Regions from separate parts of the Zea mays genome. Here region 1 is linked to region 2. A link is a contact called in public Hi-C data. All regions are on one chromosome and are shown on one strand. Each heading gives the region's core, a stretch centred on a gene start, on an enhancer-like site or on the middle of the called end of the contact. The rest is flanking DNA. Distances are from core to core; before and after follow the strand shown.

What was found. A called contact is a pair of places that touch in the nucleus more often than the background predicts.
Region 1: a Hi-C map of tassel shows a contact between it and region 2, with 3 times the contacts expected there. The contact joins the promoter of LOC100217086 here to the promoter of LOC100280767 in region 2. A contact is called at or near these places in 3 of 25 Hi-C or Micro-C datasets (ear, leaf and tassel).

Annotation. Positions count from the first base shown.
Region 1 is chr5:30,043,041-30,047,849 of Zm-B73-REFERENCE-NAM-5.0, forward strand. LOC100217086 (putative protein of unknown function (DUF640) domain family protein) reads left to right here and starts at 3,323. Exons shown (of 2, transcript NM_001143455.1): 1 at 3,323-3,513; 2 at 3,700-4,809. The coding sequence starts at 3,712. The coding sequence ends at 4,344.
Region 2 is chr5:29,753,933-29,758,836 of Zm-B73-REFERENCE-NAM-5.0, forward strand. LOC100280767 (malate dehydrogenase, cytoplasmic) reads right to left here and starts at 2,610. Exons shown (of 7, transcript NM_001398308.1): 1 at 2,466-2,610. The coding sequence starts at 2,508.

The DNA of each region.
Region 1 (4,809 bases), core at 2,073-4,572, 290 kb after region 2:
AGTGTTCCCTGCATAGAGGCCGAGGATGCCATTAGGGTTGCGGGCGTGTCCCCTGCATTCTCCACAACCTTCCAAGACATGTCCAAGTGATAAAGAAAAAGTACTAGTTTCTATTATAAATTTGAACACATAATATGAAAAAGCACCGACAACATCTAAAGTTGCATGCCTCTCCCCATCGAGTCGAATCAGCGGCCGCCTGTCATGAAGTATGGGTCGTTGAGGGATACTCGCGGGACCTCGAAAGTAGACGTTCCTCGAACCTAAAGCGCCAAAACCTGAGGCGTCCTACTAAGCGCCATTGTCGTCCTGTTGCGTCGCATCGACAGCGGCCTGCTGCTCCACCTGCTGCTAAGCGTCGTCATCCTGCTGCGCCTGCTCCTCCGTCGTACGGGTGCTCCTGCTCCTCCCCCTCCTCGTCCTCGTCCCACCGTCCACCATCTTTGTCCAACAACCTACAATTAAGAGTAAGCAAATAAGCACCGATAAAAAAGATGTATTTAGAAACATATGCGAAATAAATAAAATATAGCATTACATCGATTAAAAATAATCTCTATATGTGTCCGGGTTAGCTAGACCATCATCACTATCAACCATTTCATAGTCAACACCATTTCAGTTTTGACATAATTATCAAATTGTTTGCTATACCTTTTAGATTTAGTTCGTTTAATTGAATTTCTTCGGATAATTCAGATTTAAACTGCAAGTCACTCAAAAAATGTAAAACACTAAATTCAAAATGATATTCATGTTATTTAGAACAAGATACGATCTATTTTAGAAACAGACTGGAATTTTTGAGCACCATACTCAGAAACATGATCATGAACTTACGATCCAGTTGTTTTAAAATAGTATAAAACACAAACAAAGTTAGAAAATCATGAACTTGTCGAAATGTCATGATATCATATGTAGAGACTGTGATAAAATTTTAGAAATGTTTCGTGAAAGTTGACATACACCATGTGTAGAAACCTAGCTGGTCTCTATTGAAGTTTTATGATTTCATGTGAATGCCGGCTAGGTTTCTACACATAGTGCATGATAACTTTCTCAAAACAGTCTCAAATTTTTATTAGAGTCTCTACATACGATATCATGACATGTCAATAAGTTTCATGATTTTCTAGCTTTATTTGTGTCTTATACAATTTTAAAACAACTAGATCGAAAGTTCGCGATTATGTTCCGTGAGCATGGTGTTCGAAAATTCCGGTATGTTCCTGAAATAGGTCGTAACTTGTGCTAAATAACATGAATATCATTTTTGCATTTACAGTTTTCTATTTTTCGAGTGACCTGCAGTTCAAATCTGAATTATCCGAAGAAATTCAATTAAACGAACTAAATCTAATTGTTATAGCAACCACTTTGATAATTGTGCCAAAATTTAGCATGTAGGTCTACATACTGTAGGAAAACACCATAAAAAGTTTGGTGGAAAAAAGAAAAAAATAAAATATACTTCGCCGAGTGTCAAGGAAAGACACTCGGCAAAATATAGGTTTGTCGAGTGTTTTCCAGGTGACACTCGACAAAAAAGATAGTTTGCCGAGTGTCGATGCATGACACTCGGTGAAGTTAATGGCCGTCAACTACTGACGGCTACTAACAGTCCTTTACCGAGGGTCGTATTTCGCCGAGTGTCTTTCTATGCCGAGTGTTTTATCCTCGGCAAATTAGGTATGTGTTGAGTATCTTATTTCACCGAGAGTAGCACTCGGCTTACCGAGTGCCCGATAAATTACACTCAGCAAAGCGAGGAGCTTTCGGCAAAGAGCCGGATTCCGGTAGTGGCTAGACGAAATACTCGTCGGCTCGCTCGGTTCGTGGTTGGCTCTTCTCGGATCAGATCAAAAAATTTCACGAGCTGAGCTTACATTCTATCTTGGTTTGTTAACGAGCCAACATGAGAGCTCGAACCACCTCGCGAGCTCAAACGAGCTATCACATTTTAGCAAAATGAAACTATATATATATCATTTACACATGAATTGGTGGTGAAATGTGTACATGTATATATGATGCCTAAGATGTGGGTTAAATTACTAATGATTCATGAATTGTTTCTATATGTTAAATTGGTATATGCATTTGTTCCTGTAGATTAAGCTGACGAATATGTGTGTAAATTTGCGATGAATTGATAAGTGATGAAAATTGTGAGAAAAATTACTATTTTTGTTGTTGTGGAATTGGTTTAGAATTAACAAGCAATTGATTATGTTATGTATATGCATATTGTTTTTATATGACCCGTGAGCTAAATGAGTGACCTCAAGCTCGCAAACGAACCAAGCTAAACTTATGAACTAGCTTGATATCCAACCCTAGCTATATAATTTAGACGGGCGATACAAATTATAAGAGAACAAGCTTACAAATCCGTAGGATTATGTTTCAGAGAAATGTTGCTAGTCAAAAACCTCAATTTTAAAAAGTAAAAAAACTCGTAGTTTCTCAAATCTACATAAGATTATTGTAACAATCAATGAATACTAGTATTAGATCGATTGTGAAATATATATTTATAATAAAAAATATATGAGACATAAACTAAAATATTATCTTATATTTTCCCTCTATTCTAAGTTGTATTGTGAGTCGTTTTAGCTTTATAGGTTTTTTTATATCTAAAGTGATTTATAATTCAGAATAGATTAAGTATAAATTTGGTCAATTTTAAAACAAGATTTGTTCTAAATTTAAAATTGTTTTTTTTGAAAAAGGTGGAGGGTGGCAACCAATTTATTTTTAGGGGTGGACGTTAGTAAATAAAAAAGTAAAAGGCACACGGGGGCACAAAACGACAAACATTTGCACCAGGAGATGTCGCGTAAGCCCAGATAGTCGTTCTCCGTAAAACGACGCGATTTCGGTCAATGTTGAGCTAAGCTGCAGAGCACCCAGCATTCTACACCGACATTCCCAGTCTCGGCGGCACTCACAAGTCACAAGAACCACTACCAACACCGGCCAGCAGCTTCGCCGTTCCCCCTCCGGCGTCGGCGGCATCCGCCACACGCGTTCGTTCGTTCCTTCAAGTCCCATGTCCACCCCCGGCCGCCGCACCGCGCGCCCGTGGTGGAGTCGAGTGGAGGGGTAGATTTTAAAAGCCCATTCCGTACCGATGATATTTCACTTGTCACCGCCCCTATCATCGCTAAAAACCTTTCTTTTTCTCCCGTCACATCACCTTTCACTGCATACTGTCTCCTCCCTCTCACCCATTCACTTGCAGTCCTGCAGTGTGCCACAGTCCCTCCCCTCTTCCAGTCTCGCCGCCAATTAGTACTCACCCCCTCCCTTGCATCCGCTCCCCTCCCCCCTCCTCTCTTCCCCCCCCGACCTCGGCGCCGAGGCATGCTGTTGCCGTGAGTGAGCAAGGGATCTTTCCGGCGATCTTGGAGGCGGCGAGCCTGGTGCCGCATGCTGGCTGTCCGGCCGGCCGGAGGCTAGCTAGCTCTCGCCTCTCGACCGAGAAGTGAAGTGAAGTGAAGCGAGGCAAGTGCTGTCCAGTAGTAGTGGTGGTCGCGAACACTATTTATAGCGCCCCGGCCCCCGCCCCCGCGTGCGGCGCTCTCTTCTCTCTCACAGGACCACGGCTCGCGCGCGCGGGCACCGACTCCAAAATAGATAGATCTCATCTCATCTCCTTCTTGCTGATAGGTTGTTTGGTTGCTTACTTAGCTTGCTTGTCAGATGGACCTGGTGCCGCACCCGGACAGCCCGCACTCCGACAACAGCGGCGGCGGCGGCGGCTCGGCGTCCGGGGCGCTGTCGCCGGGGGCGTCATCCGCGGGCGCGGCGTCGGCGCTGGCGTCGCCGAGCCGGTACGAGTCGCAGAAGCGGCGGGACTGGAACACGTTCGGGCAGTACCTGCGGAACCACCGGCCGCCGCTGTCCCTGGCGCGCTGCAGCGGCGCGCACGTGCTGGAGTTCCTGCGCTACCTCGACCAGTTCGGCAAGACCAAGGTGCACACCCCGGCCTGCCCCTTCTTCGGCCACCCGGCGCCGCCGGCGCCCTGCCCGTGCCCGCTCCGCCAGGCGTGGGGCAGCCTGGACGCGCTCGTGGGCAGGCTGCGCGCCGCCTACGAGGAGAACGGCGGGCGGCCCGAGAACAACCCCTTCGGCGCGCGCGCCGTCAGGCTCTACCTTCGCGAGGTCCGCGACCATCAGTCCCGCGCCCGGGGCGTCAGCTACGAGAAGAAGAAGCGCAAGAAGGCCCCGGCGCACCCCGTCCCTGCCGCCGTCATCTCCTCCTCCCACGACGGCAACGGGCACCACTACGAGCACCAGATGCCGCCGCCGCCGCCGCCCGGCGCCGCGGCTTGACTGGCCAGCCGGCCGGCCGGCCGGAGCTCCCGGTCCCGGCGCGGCCCCATGTATGCTACTACCACATGCACTACTATTAGCCGATCATCTTCTTGGTCGGTGCCTCTCTATAGCTAGCTGAAGCTCCTGTGATCGACTACTATATATCTATTGCCTCTATCTAGTTCTTGGCTCCTTTCTACTATCGATCTGTGGCTATAGTTTAGCTGCCACTACTGCTAGTACAACTGCTGCTGCTGCTACAAATTACTCCCGTTGCTCTTTCAAATATGCTTTTGCTGCTGGTATTGCTACTGGAACTACTACTGTCTCTTGATTAGGTCAGTTCTCGATCTGATCGTTTCCCAGCTTAATTGGTGACACTCTACTATTTGCTGCTACTGGTGATGCCTCCAGCTGCAGCTGTGAACTCTTGATGTGCTTCCTAGCAGCTTTTGCTCCTTTGATCAAATTGGCTTGAGATTT
Region 2 (4,904 bases), core at 1,360-3,859:
GTATCCTGGTCGACAAATCTGCAGTAAGATTTTGGATCTGAATTCGCCCTCTATCACAATGGCAATCACTCATCGACTAGACAAACTGTGATAACAAATTTGTTTGCAACAAAAGCACATGGCATGTGTGGTTCCATTTGTGGATTGCACAATGATGTACATGTCCAAGGGCGGATTCAGAGGGGGGGGGGCTGCAGCCCTGCCCGGTCGCCATGTGGTAAAGTTAGCAGTAGATCTTTATACTAACTCAAATGTCCCACTCTCTAAGCCACCATGCATCAGTCATGTCCGCATCTAACATGACAATCTATTTTTTGCCGTTTTTACGGGGGATGTCACATAAAATGCCATGTTAACGACCAATTGTTAGTGACTAGTGATTTAATTTCATTCGTATAAGACAAAAAAATTAACTGTCCTTATCCAACACACGTGCACTATGATAGCGGCCTCGTCCTAGTATGCGTCCTAACCCTAGTCATCCGATGTCCGAGTGGTTGCCCTACTCCATGGCACGATTACAGTCGACAGGCACCCATGCCCAGGTTCTAGATCGGCAGGTGGCAATAGCTAAGGTTGCCCACCACAAGGCACCAGCCATCTGTCATCATTGTACATGTCCATGCAATTGCTAGTAGACCCTCCTTTGATCCATTCCTGAATCCGCCATTGTACATGTCCATGCAAAGCAGAATGCAACAACACCCTATCCTATCATAGCATGTCGCAAACCTCAAAGCTAGAACAAATTCTAGCTCCTCATTCCAGTATGCTACATGGACACACCATTATTGCTGATACATCTTTAAAACAAAACAGACAATTATTGAATGCCACAAATATTATCCAACATGGTATCAGAGCTGTTGAGGGAAGAAGGTCGCTATAACAACAAGAAGGGCAGAGGGGCTAGGGAAGGGATAAACCAAGGCAACCCTTCCACCACAAATGTGGAGAGACTACTTCAAACCCCCGACTGTCGACTCGATGAGACAGCTCTCACCACTGCACCAGGCCTGCCTTTCCATTCGAGCTTGGTACAAGCATATACTAAAATGGAACTGAAAGTAAGGGCATGTTTGGCATGACTCTACTCCACCTCAGAGCAGCTCTACTCTAAAACTCTAGCTGGAGCAGCTCTGCTACAGAGTTTATATTGTTTCTCATAACCGGTGGCAGTGGCGGGTAAATAACTCCAAACTCCATGACTAGGTTGCTTTTTTGGAGCTTTCGGAACAGCAAAAGAGATACTCCAAAAAATTGTACTGCAGCTCCAAAAACTCCATAGAGTTTACAACTCTGGAGTTAGTGTGTTTGGTATGCCCTGCCCAGCTCCTCCTTGGAGTTTTGCTCTGGAGCCATTCCAAACACGCCCTAAATATGCATTGTACACCAGCTCTAATACCATGAAATACTGAAATATGACACAAGCAGCTGACTTAATTGTTGTATCGCAGTAGATGCTTGTCAAAATAGTTCCATAACAGACAAGTGTCACGCATGCTGTGCAATTTTATAAATGAATCCTAGGCATAAGCTAGAATAAACAGATAAGCAGAATATCTAACTAAAATTTGGCTAATCCATACCAATCCGACAAACCCTGTTGTTATGATAACAGAAGTGCAAGAACTCAGATGACATGCTACAAAAGAGTGAACAAGTCAAGACAGCCCTATAATTTGGCGTGACCAACTTTTGATTGAGGCACATTGAGAGCCCCAAACAACTGGGGCCTGGACCCCTGCCCCATGGATGCCTACACCACTGTCATTAATGTTTGAGGAAGTTCCACTAATTACATTGCATGATTATTAAGACATCTATCTAAACAGCTAAAATGTTACATCATTCAGGCAATGATCAAGTAGACAGAATTCATGCAAGTTTTCACATGTAAAATCCATGGAGTAACAAGATCTGTAACTTAAATCCCACAAGATATTCTAATAAGATTAAATGTATCAAATTCACTCTTTGGTGTAACCACTGACTCCAAAACCCCTAAACCAGATCAGAACATGGTGCTATCCCGAAACCTTCCATAATAGAACCCGTAAAGTTCAACTAGAAACCACAGCGGCGAAATCAACTATCTAAAGAGTAAGCCATTCATTAAGCGAAGCTAACGAGTTAACCGGATCAAGGGGATACCACGAGAATCAAGTGGCTACCATCAATCCCAACCACTGATCAGATTAGCTAGCATCGCAGATCGGTTCAACTTCACCAGCTGAACAAGGACAGTGACAGCGACAGTCAGCTCTTCGACTGGTCAAATCTAAATCAACCCTAACGCCCTAAACACCATCAGATCAAACGAAAAAAAAACAAGATCTAGCGAGCTAAGCACACTAAAGCCCACAGAATCGGATCGGACTAGGGCCGACTAGGCCAGATCCGAGACGGACCAAAAGACACCGAGTACTACGCGGATCGGGAAGGGGGAGGATTCAGCAACGTACCTGCGGCGCCAGTGACGAGCACGCGCATCGGTTCCTTCGCCATCGGAGCGAGTAGAGGAGGAGGCGGAGAGTTTCGAGAAGGTTCTGGAAGCGGGGGTTTGGAGTGGCTTTGGAGGAAGCGGCAACCAAGGATAGCAGATGGGATGCGACATGCGACAATGGGTGGCCGCTATTTAACGACGCCGCTGTGACGGGGAGCCAGGGGAGTCCACTGTCACTCGCCCCACAACGAGAGCAACTGTTCATAGTCACTGACAATGGGCCTGATACTTACGGGGTCCAGACATCAGTGTTGCAATGTGGGCTCTGTGCCTGATACTTGCTGCTCAGCTGCTGTGTGCGGTGTGCCTACTGCCTAGGCAAGAGGCTTGCGAACAGTGACGACTTGTCGACTTGACCCTGTGGCCTGTGGCGCTGGCCACCGGCCCACCGCCCATGGCTTCGAATAGGAGTGGATATCGAGCTGACTCGGCTCGGCTTGGCTCGACTTGAGTTGACTCGTTAAGATAACGAGCTGGCTCGGCTCGACTCGTTATGTTAACAAGCTGAAGATCCAACTCAGCTCGACTCGTTTGCCAACTCGAGCTGGCTCGTGTAGCTCGCGAGCCAGCTTGATAATATCATGTCTAGTGTCTACGAACGAATATAAAAATATGTAGCAAAAGAAAAGAAGGAGATCTATTTAGAAAAAAGAATAGAGTTTGCAACTTAAGATTCCACACTCAACAAAGAACAAGATTAACTATAGTAGAGTATAAGATTAACTATTTTGGATCCGAGATTATTGTAATTTGACTAATTACTCCAACTCGTTTGGCTCACAAGTCAGCTCGCGAGCCAGCTCGAGCTGGCTCGTTATCGTAACGAGTTTAAATACAAACTCAACTCGTTACAAATTATAAACGAGTCGAGTCATTATTGAGTCGAGTCGAGCGAGTTAACGAGCTACGAGTTTTTCGTCCAGCCCTAGCTTCGACGGTGATCTTTATTTCCAAAAGTCAAATAATCTAAATTTTAATCAAATATAATCATAAAACATTAATAATTACGATATTTTAATAATACCATCAGATTTATCTTATCATATATTTTCATATTAAATATATTTAAAAATAAAAATATTAATACTAATTTATATAAATTTAATTAGAAAATAAAATTAGTTGGATTCTCAGATTATATATATACTAGTACAATAATAGCACACAATCATATTTGATACATATGATCCACGTATCAAATATAAGAATAAATATTACACTTTATCTTAGTTCAAATGCTGATAAATGTATGAGTTGAAAAATAGCTCGACCTTTTTTTATAACTTGCTCGGTCGTACGTCCTTCTTCAGCTAGCGAAGTGTTACTATACGCTACATATGGCTTCCTGTCGTGCTAGGATTGGATGATTTCTCACAGCCCATATGCAGTGTAACGGTCCATTTATAGACGTGAAGCGGGGAAGAGAAAAGACATACGCACTTCACACGTGACGCACAACGTAAAACTAGAGCTAAAAGTTGAGACAATGTTGGGTCGGCACGGCCCAAACCCATCATACTTCAGGCCAATTTTTTTTGGACCAGCACGTCACAAAAAAATTCGGGCTCAGGAGTGTCGTGTCCAATTAACAAAAGTAGGCTATCTTCAAATTATTTCTAACTTTGTTATACATTAAAAATTATATGAGAAAGAGAAATCAATATTTTCTATAACTTTTGTGAAGAGGTAAAAATTATTGAAGCATGAAATAATCATTTAAACATTACTTTTCTAATTCGTGCCCCACTCCATATCGTGCTAGCCCAAACATGACCCATCTAATACTACCGGAATCGCAGGCTTTGTCGAGTGTTGTATTCTTTGCCGAGTGTCTTTTGTCGGGCACTCGGCAAAGAAGGCTTTGCCGAGTGCCACTTTACCGAGTGCTGAACACTCGGCACAGGACGACACTCGGCAAAGACAAGTTTGTCGAGTGTCAAACACTCGGCAAAGGGGGCTCTCGGCAAAGGGCCGTCAGCGGCCGTCCCAAAGCTGACGGCCGTCAGTCTTTGCCGAGAGCCAACGGCTGGCACTCGGCAAAGAGGCTTCTTTGCCGAGTGCCAGGAGGCTTTGCCGAGTGTCATCGCTAGACACTCGGCAAAGTATTTTTTTATTTTGTCTCCCAAAATTTTTGTGGTATGTTCCTACACTATGTAGACCTACATGTATCATTTGTGGACAATTTTAACAGAGTTTTCAATCGTTAGTAGATTTAGTTCGTTTATTTAAATTTCTTCGAAAAATTTAGATTTGAACTGCAGGTCACTCGAAACTTGGAAAACCGTGCATGCAAAAATGATATTCATGTTACTTAGCATAAGTTACGACCGATTCCAGGAGCGGACCGGAAACTTCGAGCAACATGCTCACTAAACATGGTCGTGAACTTGCCATCCAC